Regions from separate parts of the Rattus norvegicus genome. Here region 2 is linked to region 1. Evidence: chromatin contacts called from public Hi-C data. All regions are on one chromosome and are shown on one strand. Each heading gives the region's core, a stretch centred on a gene start, on an enhancer-like site or on the middle of the called end of the contact. The rest is flanking DNA. Distances are from core to core; before and after follow the strand shown.

Region 1 (5,093 bases), core at 2,212-4,711:
AGTGTAGCTGTGTCCTAAATATTAGAATATCTTATCCTGTATTTCATCTTCTGTAATTTTTTTTTTTACTTTTTATTTTATGTGTGTGGGTTTTTTACCTGCATACATTGGCCGTAGAGGCCCGAAGAAGGTGTCAGATCACCTGAGTCTGGAGTTTCAGAGCCGCTGTGTGAATGTTAGAAATCAAATCTGGGTCATCTGAAGGGCAGTCGGTGCTCTTAACTGCTGAGCCATCTCTCCAGCCCTGCATTTTTATCTTCAAACCCAGTGTGTGTGGGATTGGAAGTGGAGAATCCCCCTTTGCAAAGGGCTTCCTTAATTTTGGAGTTTGTCTTTCCCCACATCGGGTATTAATATCCCTTTCATTTATTAAATGATCGTGATAGTCAATGGCATGTGTTTGGTGAAATAAAAATTAGCAACCCTTCTTCAAGGTTGAGGATATAGCTCAGTGGCAGAACACTAGCATATTTGGGGTCCTGGTTCCCATCCTTGGTACTTTAGGGCAAAGAGCAAATTTTTTTCATTTGTTTGTTTGGTTGGTTTTTTAAGATTTCTTTCTTTCTTTTTTATTTTATGTGCATTGCTGTTTTACCTGCATGTATGTCTGTGTAAGAGTGTCAGATCCTCTGGAACTGGAGTTACAGACAGCTGTGAGCTGCCATGTGGGTGCTTAGAATTGAACCGGGGTCCTCTGGAAGAGCAGCCAGTGTTCTTAACCACTGAACCACCTCTCAGCCCAGGTTTTTTTGTTTTGTTTTGTTTTTTAATTTTCTACCAAACTTCTTTGAAGTGTTATAGGTTAGTGAAGAACAAAGACATAAGCATTGCTTTGTTGCCTTTTTTGTTTGATTCCTAAGTTTCCTGGGATCACAGTTAACGTAGTGGGGGATGACATCAAGTTTAACTTTATGTTTGTACATTTGTCTTTTCTTTAATCAGACTCGGTTCCCCTTCCATTCTCTTACGACTGTGCTATTATAATACCGTTTTGTTAGTCACGAAATTCTTCCCTCTGGAGAACTATCAAAATAAATCTCAGTAATTAGTATTCATGGGCAACCAATGAATTATTCATTTTTTATATGAGTACAGTGTGGCTGACTTCAGACACACCAGAAGAGGGCATCGGATCCCATTACAGATGATTGTGAGCCCCCATGTGGTTGCTGGAATTGAACTCAGAACCTCTGGAAGAGCAGTCAGTGCTCTAAACAGCTGAGCCATCTCTCCAGCCCGAATTATTCATTCTTAATGAACATCTCTGGTTGTGCTATGAGCAGAGGCCATCTCTACTGCAGGACAGAAGCTCGCTACAGGTTCACACTTGCTTGTCACAGCTTTACTTTAGTCCTTGAGGTTGCCCTTGGCAACCTGTGAGAAAGCATCTTCTTTCCAGCTCTGCCCTGGCTCACCCAGAGTAAGATAGGCATAAGTCGAACATAACATCATCGCCCTTCCCACCTTTGTGGTCTCACTTTCATGCCCAACCCCTCCAACACTCCTACCCATGATGAACTGTTCACACTAAGTCCGTAATGTCCTCTTCCCTGCACTGACTCTCTATGCAATGGATTCTTTCTACTCAGGCCACCATTGACCTGGTGATTGGCTATACCCCACCTTCAGCTCCATATCCAAATGATCCGAGTGGGACCAGTGTGACAGGCGTGGGAGGTAAGCTGACCCCTCCTGATGGCCCCTCTCATCCCCAGGAGATTGTTCCCCAAAGGGAATCTGCTAAACACGCTAAGAGAGTCTCTAGAGAAATGCTGCCTTTATAGTGCCCATAGCTCCCTGCCCACCAGACAGGTGCAATTATTTACAACACGCCTTTCCAGCAGAGGGGAGGATGGTGAGCACTCTGGCAGTGAGCTGTCCAGGGCACACAGACTGTAGAACCATCATGGTCTTGCTTCAGCTTTGTGATTTCCACTGAATACAAAGTCTCGGGTTGTGAGTTCAAGAACCTTCATATTTTACAGCTCCCAAAGTTGTGATGGCTGGGATGTGTTCTCAGGCACCTGTCTCATGACCAATAAATACCCTTGGACTGGCTCTCTTTTTCTTTCTCTGAGCCTTGATCCCTTTTCCTTGCCTCACACACCCCTCAGTACTATAGCACTTTGTTTGCTTCAGCACAAGCCACTTGTCCTCCTGGGTCACTTGACATCAGATGTCATTCTAGACAGGGCTAGCCTGGGGTCTCTGGGATGGGCTTCAAGCCTGTACCAAACAAGTCACCCTTTCACAAAGTTGAATTTGAGTTCCCTTGTTTTTCTACAGGGTAACAGTGCTGCTGAAAGTGAGTTTTGTCCCAACGAGACAGGGAAGTCTCCGGAACAAGCTGTTTATTACGTTAAATACAGTGGAGGGAGATTTTGTCTATTTACATTGGCCATAGGAACCTACAATACTCTGTGCCACAAATACGATTCCCTCATAGCAAGTCTCTGCTTCATTAGAAATGAGCCACCCTCTCAGAGAAGAAATAAGCCTCTCCCAAGATTCCCTTTACCCGAGGCTGATTCTCACACTTGGCATGATGTCATCTGTGGAAGCCTGGTGTCCTGGCAGCACTGTAGTCTAGAGGATCACACAGGCCCAAGAAGCTGTCTCCCTGACACTCCATGGCAGGCCATGGGCAAACACTGGTCAGGCCTAACACAGAGATTCCCACCATCCCAATTGGCTTGAAGGGCTGGACGGTGGTAGAGATGAGTTCCTTGAATTTGGGTTTTAAAGACCATCACTATACTATACTCTATGGGATCACTGTGCTGTACTCTACTGCATCACTGAGCTGCAAAGGAGCTGGCTGTGTCAGAGGACAATGTAAATGTAATATGACAAGGTAAAGTTTTTTCCTTTAGAAAAAATGTTTCATTAATCTATATGTATTCACATTCTTTGTTATATAAAGTTCTTACTCACCAAGTCTGGGTCGAAGGTAACAGTCTGACTCAGGCTTAAAGTCACTTATTTGAGGAAATACAAAAAAGTGAAAGAAGGAAGAAAAAAGGAAGGAAAGGGATAGACAGACAGACAGACATAGAGACACAGGACTCAGAGAGACAGAAACAGAGACACAGAGAGACAAGGAGAGAGAACTAATTTTTACTAATTAGGAAAAACAACCATTGTTTTTCACTTTTGCACACTTTAATGATATGCACAGAGTACTGGGCCCAGATCATCACCCCTTTAACTCTTAAAGAATTATCATTTTGTATAAAAGTAATGAATGTTTTTCTTATATAAATATTTTCAAAATTTAAAAAATGTAGTTTGTTATCTTTTCTAATGCAAAAGAAATTATCTGCTTATTAAAATGCAAAGCAGCATAGAAAAGACCTCGGAAGACACAGGGAGGAAAAAAAGGATCTCATTCTCCTGAGATGCATCTGCCCACAGTGATGAGTGGCGTTAAAGGTGTCCACTCACATGGTGGCTGCTGCTGGGAGTGTGACGTCTTAGTGCACAAAAGTTAGATGGCCAAAGGGTGCCCTCTGCAAGTCGGAAAAAAAATAACTAGTTCTGACCAGAGAATTGAACACTTTAGAAGTTTCTTCTGAAAGAATGCTTTCAAGGAGCCCTTAGGTCAAAACGGCAGAGGATTCAGAGCTTGGTGCGTTAATGAGTGACTGAAAGTGTGTGGTGTCAAAGATGTCCCCTTACAGACCGACCGCCTTAGAAACTGGTCCTGTGCCAGGAAAATGGGATGAACCAGTCTGAAGATTTGGCAGCCTAGAGACTTGTTACCATGGCAACCTGTTCACATTCCGCCAGTCAGCTCGAATGGAGTGTACATTTCTGTTACCAGAATGAGCTATTTTTAAAAGCTCACATCTATTTTTAAAGAACCATCTGTTCGATGTGTACTTTGCCCAACTAAAGAGAAGCGAGATTCATTCATAGCCTGACTCTGGCATTTCAAAGCTATCTCATTCCTGAATAGCAAATGTGCTTTCGCTGGAAGGTAAATTTGGTCTACCTCAGAAAAACAATTACTGATACCTGGACATGATGCATGCAGAGATAGAAAGGCTGTGCTTGGCCCCGAAGAGCTCACAGTCACTAGAAAGATAAGATAGACTTAGTAACAGCAGCCCAGCAAACATAATAAATTCTCCTCCAAAGAGAGCCAAACAAGTTATTGCTTGTTTATCCAGTCACCTTACATTTACAGGCTCATGAGGTAAGGTGTCTGCCACTGGCTTACAGCTTGTGCTACCAAAGGCATATGCTTCCAAGATGAATCCTAAGCCTGGGTCTCTCTTTATGCTTGTTAAATTCTTTTCTTCAATACTCTGTGTGTGTGTGCGTGCCTGTGTGTATGTATGTGTAAGGTAACATGTCATAAGTTTCTTGGGCACTTAACTGCTATTTACCCAAGAGTTGGAATGGAAAGATAATGACTATCTTACGGTAGCACACAGATATGACTTCTAACATTTTAGAAGCCCAAACACATAATCTAGATGCAGTGATGATCACTGTAAGAGGCACTGTAAGAGGTGTACTCAAGAGGCAAGACTTTGCCACAAGTTTAAGTCCAGCTTTGGTTCTATAGAGTGCTGGGTCAGCCAAGACTACATGGCAAAACACTGTCTCAACAAACAAACAAACAAACAAACAAACAAACAAACAATGACAATAATAAAAAGCCAGGTAGAGTAGGACTGTAATCCCAGCGTTTAAAGAGGCAGTAGGAAGATCATAGCTTCAAAGCCAGCTTTGACTGCATAAAGAGTTTAGGACCAGCCTGGGATACATGAGACTATATCTAAAAAAAAAAAAAAAACCCAACCAAACACACAAACAAATAAAACAATGATGAAAGAAACCCAGAAGTACTATAGTTAAACATCCACTGACATGTTACACTTTTGTGCTTTCAAGTTTCCTCTTTTCATGTTCTGTATTGCATTTCTTTGGTATAATTCTTTCTAAAGATGTATGTATTTATCTATCTATTTTGTGTATATGAATGTGCTGTCTTCATGTATTTCCTCATACCAGAAGAGAAAATCAGATCCCATCACAGATGTTTGTGAGACCTCTATGTGAGATGTTTGTGGTTGCTGGGAATT
Region 2 (5,187 bases), core at 223-2,722, 49 kb before region 1:
CTAAAAGTCATAAATGTAGGGAAGGGGAGAGGAAGAACGGATGAGAGTTTGAAAGGGGATATGAAAGGGCTGGGAAGAACCTCCAGATGCATTATTTACATGTATGGACCTATCAAAGAACTAACAGTAAAGAAAAATCAAAGTGATTTTCATGGTGGACAAAAATGTCTGTCGTATGTAGAGTATACCCTGGGATTGAAGTGTGACATCCTCTGTCTTGATGAGGAGGGCTATTAAGTGTTCACATTTATGATCAATCATTTTTAGAGAAACAACCTGTTTCACAGTAAAAAGAAGGAAAATCAGTCGAATTAACCAAAAATAATGCTTTCCAAATTCCACCTAGACTCTCTGGGCACACTAAACATAATTCTGTATATAACTCCTTACTCTGTATAAGGATTTGAGAAACTTACTGAGATAAAGTTTAGTCTCACTTTCCCGATACAGTTAACTCTTTGCTTCTGGTTGGTTGTATGACAGAAAGCAAAAAAGAGATTCTGTGTTTCCCCAGCCTGATTTGACCATTCTGAAACACAATAATCTGAATTACTGGTTTACACTAACAGTAAGACTATGAAAATCATGAAACTATAGCAAGATGTGTGAGATATTCTTCATGCTTCCTGCCAGGCCCCATAGGACTTGCCTCTTACAACACATTTTATAAATATTTTCACAAATAAGGGCACAGAAGGAGAGAGTGGGTAAGGTGGTGAGGGTAGTTCAAAGTGGCAAAGGACTCCTCATATGCTCTAACCATCAGGCTGCATAGCCTGCTTCATTCTCTTTAAGCAGACAATGCGTTTTCAAGAACAGTGGACAGCCCCTTCTCCATTTCCATTGAAGATTGTTATCCATCTGTAGTCTAGGGAAGCCAGGATCCTCCTTTTGAAGGGTTCCCGTGTCAAATCCGTTGGGAAAGCAAAGAACCAAGGACAGTAAATCTAACCCAGTACCTGGCTATGAACTCAACTATTCCTGTAATATACAGTAGGGGACGCCTCTTGGCAGCTTTTTAAAAATCTTTAGAGTTGCTGAGGGGGGCGTGTCCAACAGCACGAGAAAAAAAAAAAAAAAGGCAAAAGTAAAAAATTAAAACCCGACCGCATAGTTTTAAAACTCCACGAGACTCTGTCAAACAGGTCAAGAGGGGGTAGAACGACAGCAGTTAGGTCTCACCAGTTACTGCTAAAAGGTAACAAACATCTCTGTGGTTTTCCTGAACCGCCCGCAGTTCGTCCCAAATCCACCGCGGTTTCATTGGCTGCACAAAACTTCTTTTCGCCGCGGTGTCCTTTTTCAGGTCCACACTTTTCTGAATTCGCAAGCCGCGCCTGCGGCCCTGCGTGGACTCTCGGAGTATGGCTATTCGTTTACACTTGGCTTTCAGCAAATAATCCTGCAGAGGCCCACCCCACCCCGGCCGGAGAAACCCTCCCCCTGCTCGAAGAAGCCCTCCCCCAGCTGGGAGACATCCTCCTCCCAGGGCGGAGGGCCCAGCGCCAGCACCGCGTCTAGTCCGCTCTTGGCTGCAACTTGCTTTCTCCAAGAGCCATGCTTCGAGTGATTGTGGAATCTGCTACTAACATCCCTAAAACGAAATTTGGGAAACCGGATCCTATCGTTTCTGTCATTTTTAAGGGTAAGGCGACGTTTTCTTTTTTTTCCTGAAACCCTTTTCTGGAAGGCTAGACGTCTGGATCTCGTCCCAGTCAGCTCTTGGCATCTGGAGAAGCCAAGCCCCTCTCTGCTCCCCTGGCGGTCCCTGGTTTACCTGGGCAGGTCACTGCCACTCACGACTGAGGGAATTTAACTTTCCCTAGGGCTTAGAGACTCACTGAAAGATCTGACGGTCTGACGTTTCTGTAAACGCTCGGGGAACCTCTATTGCTACTCCCTTGATTTCAAGTATGAAGGTCTTTGTCGATTCAAAGTCAGTGTCCATAGTGGGTGCGTTTTCCTAAAACCTCTCCCGGTGAGAAATGAGAAACGGAGCAAGAGGAGCAATTCATTAATTGCCGGAGGCACCATTACACTGTTAACCAGCTTGATGCTGCTTTTACTGTCATTTGGGCTTTGGGTATGAAGGTACTCTCTCTGGTGTTCTGAATCTCCAGGAGTTGGGGTGTTCGGATATGCTCGGTGACTTTGGGATTGCCCACCCTGAAGGAGCTCTGAAGCACGTCTGCAGCTTGGGAGTCTGGCTCTACAGGACTGGATAACCTTGGGCAAATGACATCATCATTCCTCTGTGTCTCCTCGTTCCTCTGCAAAACAAGGGGGAAGGTTTAGACTGGCTGGTCTTTAAAAGGCCTCTTGAAATTCCAAGCAGATTATCTATGACACTAGCTGTGAGTGCAGTGGAAGGGAGCGGTGGTGGAGGGGATCAGCAGCTGTTAACATAGGATTCCCCCTCCGCCCTAGTGGAACAGGTGGCCTGGCTTGGGTTGGAGGGCTGGGATAAACGTGGACCTGGGGCTTCATGTCTTTTCCCTTTGGTCGCTGTCGGTCGTGGCAAGATTGCTAGCTCACTTCGTGGGGGCACCGTGCTGAACTGGAGCTTTCGACAGGCAGGCGTTTCCTTACCACACCTTGGCACATTTCCTGCCAAACCCAGGAATTTGACTACTTCTCCCTCGCAAGTACTGTGTAGTTCATCCCTTTCTCCACTCTTGTGTCCATTTCTGAAAATCTCTATTTCTGTTCTCAAATCTATTCTTCCGAGGGCGAGCAAGCAAAGGAAAGACACACGAAACTCAAAGCTGCTAAAGGGCTGTTCAGTTAGAAAGAGAAAAGGGGAGGAAGGAAAGGAAGGAGGGAAGGAGGGCGGGAGGAAGGGAGGGAGGGAGGGAGGGAAGATGAAAAGAAAAGACCTAGAAAACAAAATTCAAATTCTTACTGGACAGTGTGGTTTGCAGTTTTGACTCTAGGTTATGAGGAATCGTATTAAATTTATTGGCATGTGGTATATTTTAAAAACCTAACTTAAAGCAGTTTCACAATACTGACATAGCATGGAGAAACTGCACCTTTCATCATTGTAAAAAGGTGCTAGGACTGAGAAGTCACGTGTAGGGCCAATTGAACAGATTATGAAATAATCTTGAATTAACAGTGTTTAAAATCTAATTTATTATCCAGGAATAATATGCAATAATTGAATTTTTTTAAGTGAGTAACAATATGTTGATGAATGAAAACACGCCATTGAAAGGGGGAAAACTTCAGGTAAACTGGCAAATGTGGTCTAGCCAAACAGCCACAGTTCTGGTTCCCTTTGGTTGTACAGACTGAGTGGTTCATTCATTCATTCATTCATTCATTCATTCATTCATCTATCTGGCACAAGGAAGATCATTGAACCCAGTGTGGGAACATTTAAACTCTGGCAAGCATTTCTTTTGGGTGGGGTCTCCACATATTTTGGCCCTGGGGATCAAACCTAGCGCACACTCTACCTTGAGCACACTTTACTACTGAGCCATCTCTGTCCTGCACATCTGGACACTAGTCAGCATTACCTAAATAACTAATAGCCTTGCATGTCCTTTCTCTAACCAGTCAGGTCTCGGCTCCCTTAGCTGTGGCAAGTAGCAGAATACTGTCTTTGTGGCTTTAAGATGCTTCGACTTTCTAGTACCAGACTCAGATCGTTTGTGAGGTCTGAAAGCCATGGTCTTAGCAGGTATGGGACAGGCAGTCATGGACATGAGTTCTTTTCCTGCCTTCCTTTTTTCCCCCAGCACTCTGAAAACCCTGGAGGCAGTAAATCCTCCCAGTGCCTAATTTTGACCACTATGTAAAATTAAGTTGGATTAAGTCCTGATAGAACTAGGGATCTTATATCGTGGCATCAATGTTCATAAATGAGCAAGAGTGGAAAATAGCTTGGCCCACCTCCTGGGATGACGGGAGCCATGGCTGATCGAAGGGGGACATGGGGGTGATGACGCTCGCATGGGTACTGTGAGGCTCTGTCTGTCCATCAGCCTTCTATCTCTGTGACAAGGACAGAGAGAATCACCCAGAACAGAGGACATTGCTTTTGTTTGGCTCAGGGCTTTGGAGGTCCAGTCTATAAGTGAGCAGATCTATTGCTTTTCAGCCTCGAGGGGAGGAGGGGTGTGGGGCACCTTCTGGCAGAGCAATCTTGTCCACATCAAGGCCATAAAGAGGGAAAGAATGAGGTAGGGGACAAAGGCACACCCCAATTATCTAACTCCTCCTACAAGTCCCCACCTCTTAAAGGTTCCACTGTAGGCTGGAGACCATGCCCTTCACTGCTGGGACTTTGAGGGCCCCATCTCTGACTCCAACTGGTACAGAGCTGACCCAAGTCCTTTGTATAGCCTTGGGCTGGCTGTGGAGTTGTTGCTCCCGGCCTCGTGTGAACCGGAAAGACTGGCTGTGCTTCTTTGGCCGAGATGTAGGTATTCAGGAGTGGATTATGAAGGCAGCAGAGCTTATGTCTTTTTCTGCTTCTTGGGTTCCACGAACCGGTTCTGAACTTTAAGCCAGCCTGCCTGACAGCTACTGGTGGCCGACTACCTCAAGCTCCTTGTAGAAACCCAGAGGGTGCAGCTGGGTTCAGCAGGAATAGACTGTACAGGCCTCCGAACCTCTCAACTCCCCGACCTAACCATTGATGTCAAAGCTCGAGTGTTTAAAATGCTTGCTACCAAGCCTGGTTGGTAACCTGAGTTCAGTCCCTGGAACCCACATGGGGAGAGAGAACATGCTTCTGTAACTTGTCCCCTAACTACCCCCAATACACGCACACACACACACACACACACACACACAGAGAGAGAGAGAGAGAGAGAGAGAGAAGCACAAACAATAAAAGAAAAAAATAAAATCTCATTTAATTTTCATTAGTATAATACCTTGATTCTTTGAATGACAGCAAGATAAAGTAAACCAAAGCACACTGTAGAAGGGATTACGCAACTGAAAAGTGACAATCCTTACTCCAGCCCTTCCTGCTATGTTGGCAGTCTTGCTGGGAGCCATTGATCTAATCAGTTTTATTTGAGGCAGGGGCTCATGTAGCCCAGGAGGATGGTCAAATCCATAGCTCATCTGAGGATGAGTTTGAACCTCTGACCCTCCTCATTCTCCAGTTCTCCATATCCTGAGTGCTGGCACTTGCTATCAAGCCTGGCGTATTGATCTGAACAGTGT

What was found. A called contact is a pair of places that touch in the nucleus more often than the background predicts.
Region 2: a contact with region 1 is called in a Hi-C map of the A7r5 cell line, with 4 times the contacts expected there. The contact joins the promoter of Myof here to the enhancer-like site in region 1. A contact is called at or near these places in 5 of 12 Hi-C or Micro-C datasets (the A7r5 cell line, Schwann cells, frontal cortex and 2 more).

Annotation. Positions count from the first base shown.
Region 1 is chr1:245,184,464-245,189,556 of GRCr8, reverse strand. It overlaps Myof (myoferlin), which reads left to right. Exons shown (of 53, transcript NM_001354115.1): 5 at 1,590-1,677. Among named protein-coding and RNA genes, the nearest start is that of Myof, 48 kb to the left of the region's middle. Within about 2 kb of position 3,461, at least 36 of the 93 cell types and tissues checked have an H3K27ac peak or open chromatin away from gene starts, as enhancers often do. A contact at or near this core is called in the A7r5 cell line, where this site is marked.
Region 2 is chr1:245,231,053-245,236,239 of GRCr8, reverse strand. Myof (myoferlin) reads left to right here and starts at 1,472. Exons shown (of 53, transcript NM_001354115.1): 1 at 1,472-1,645. The coding sequence starts at 1,558. It overlaps LOC108349463 (a long non-coding RNA gene), which reads right to left and starts at 1,320. Exons shown (of 3, transcript XR_001836138.3): 1 at 1,183-1,320.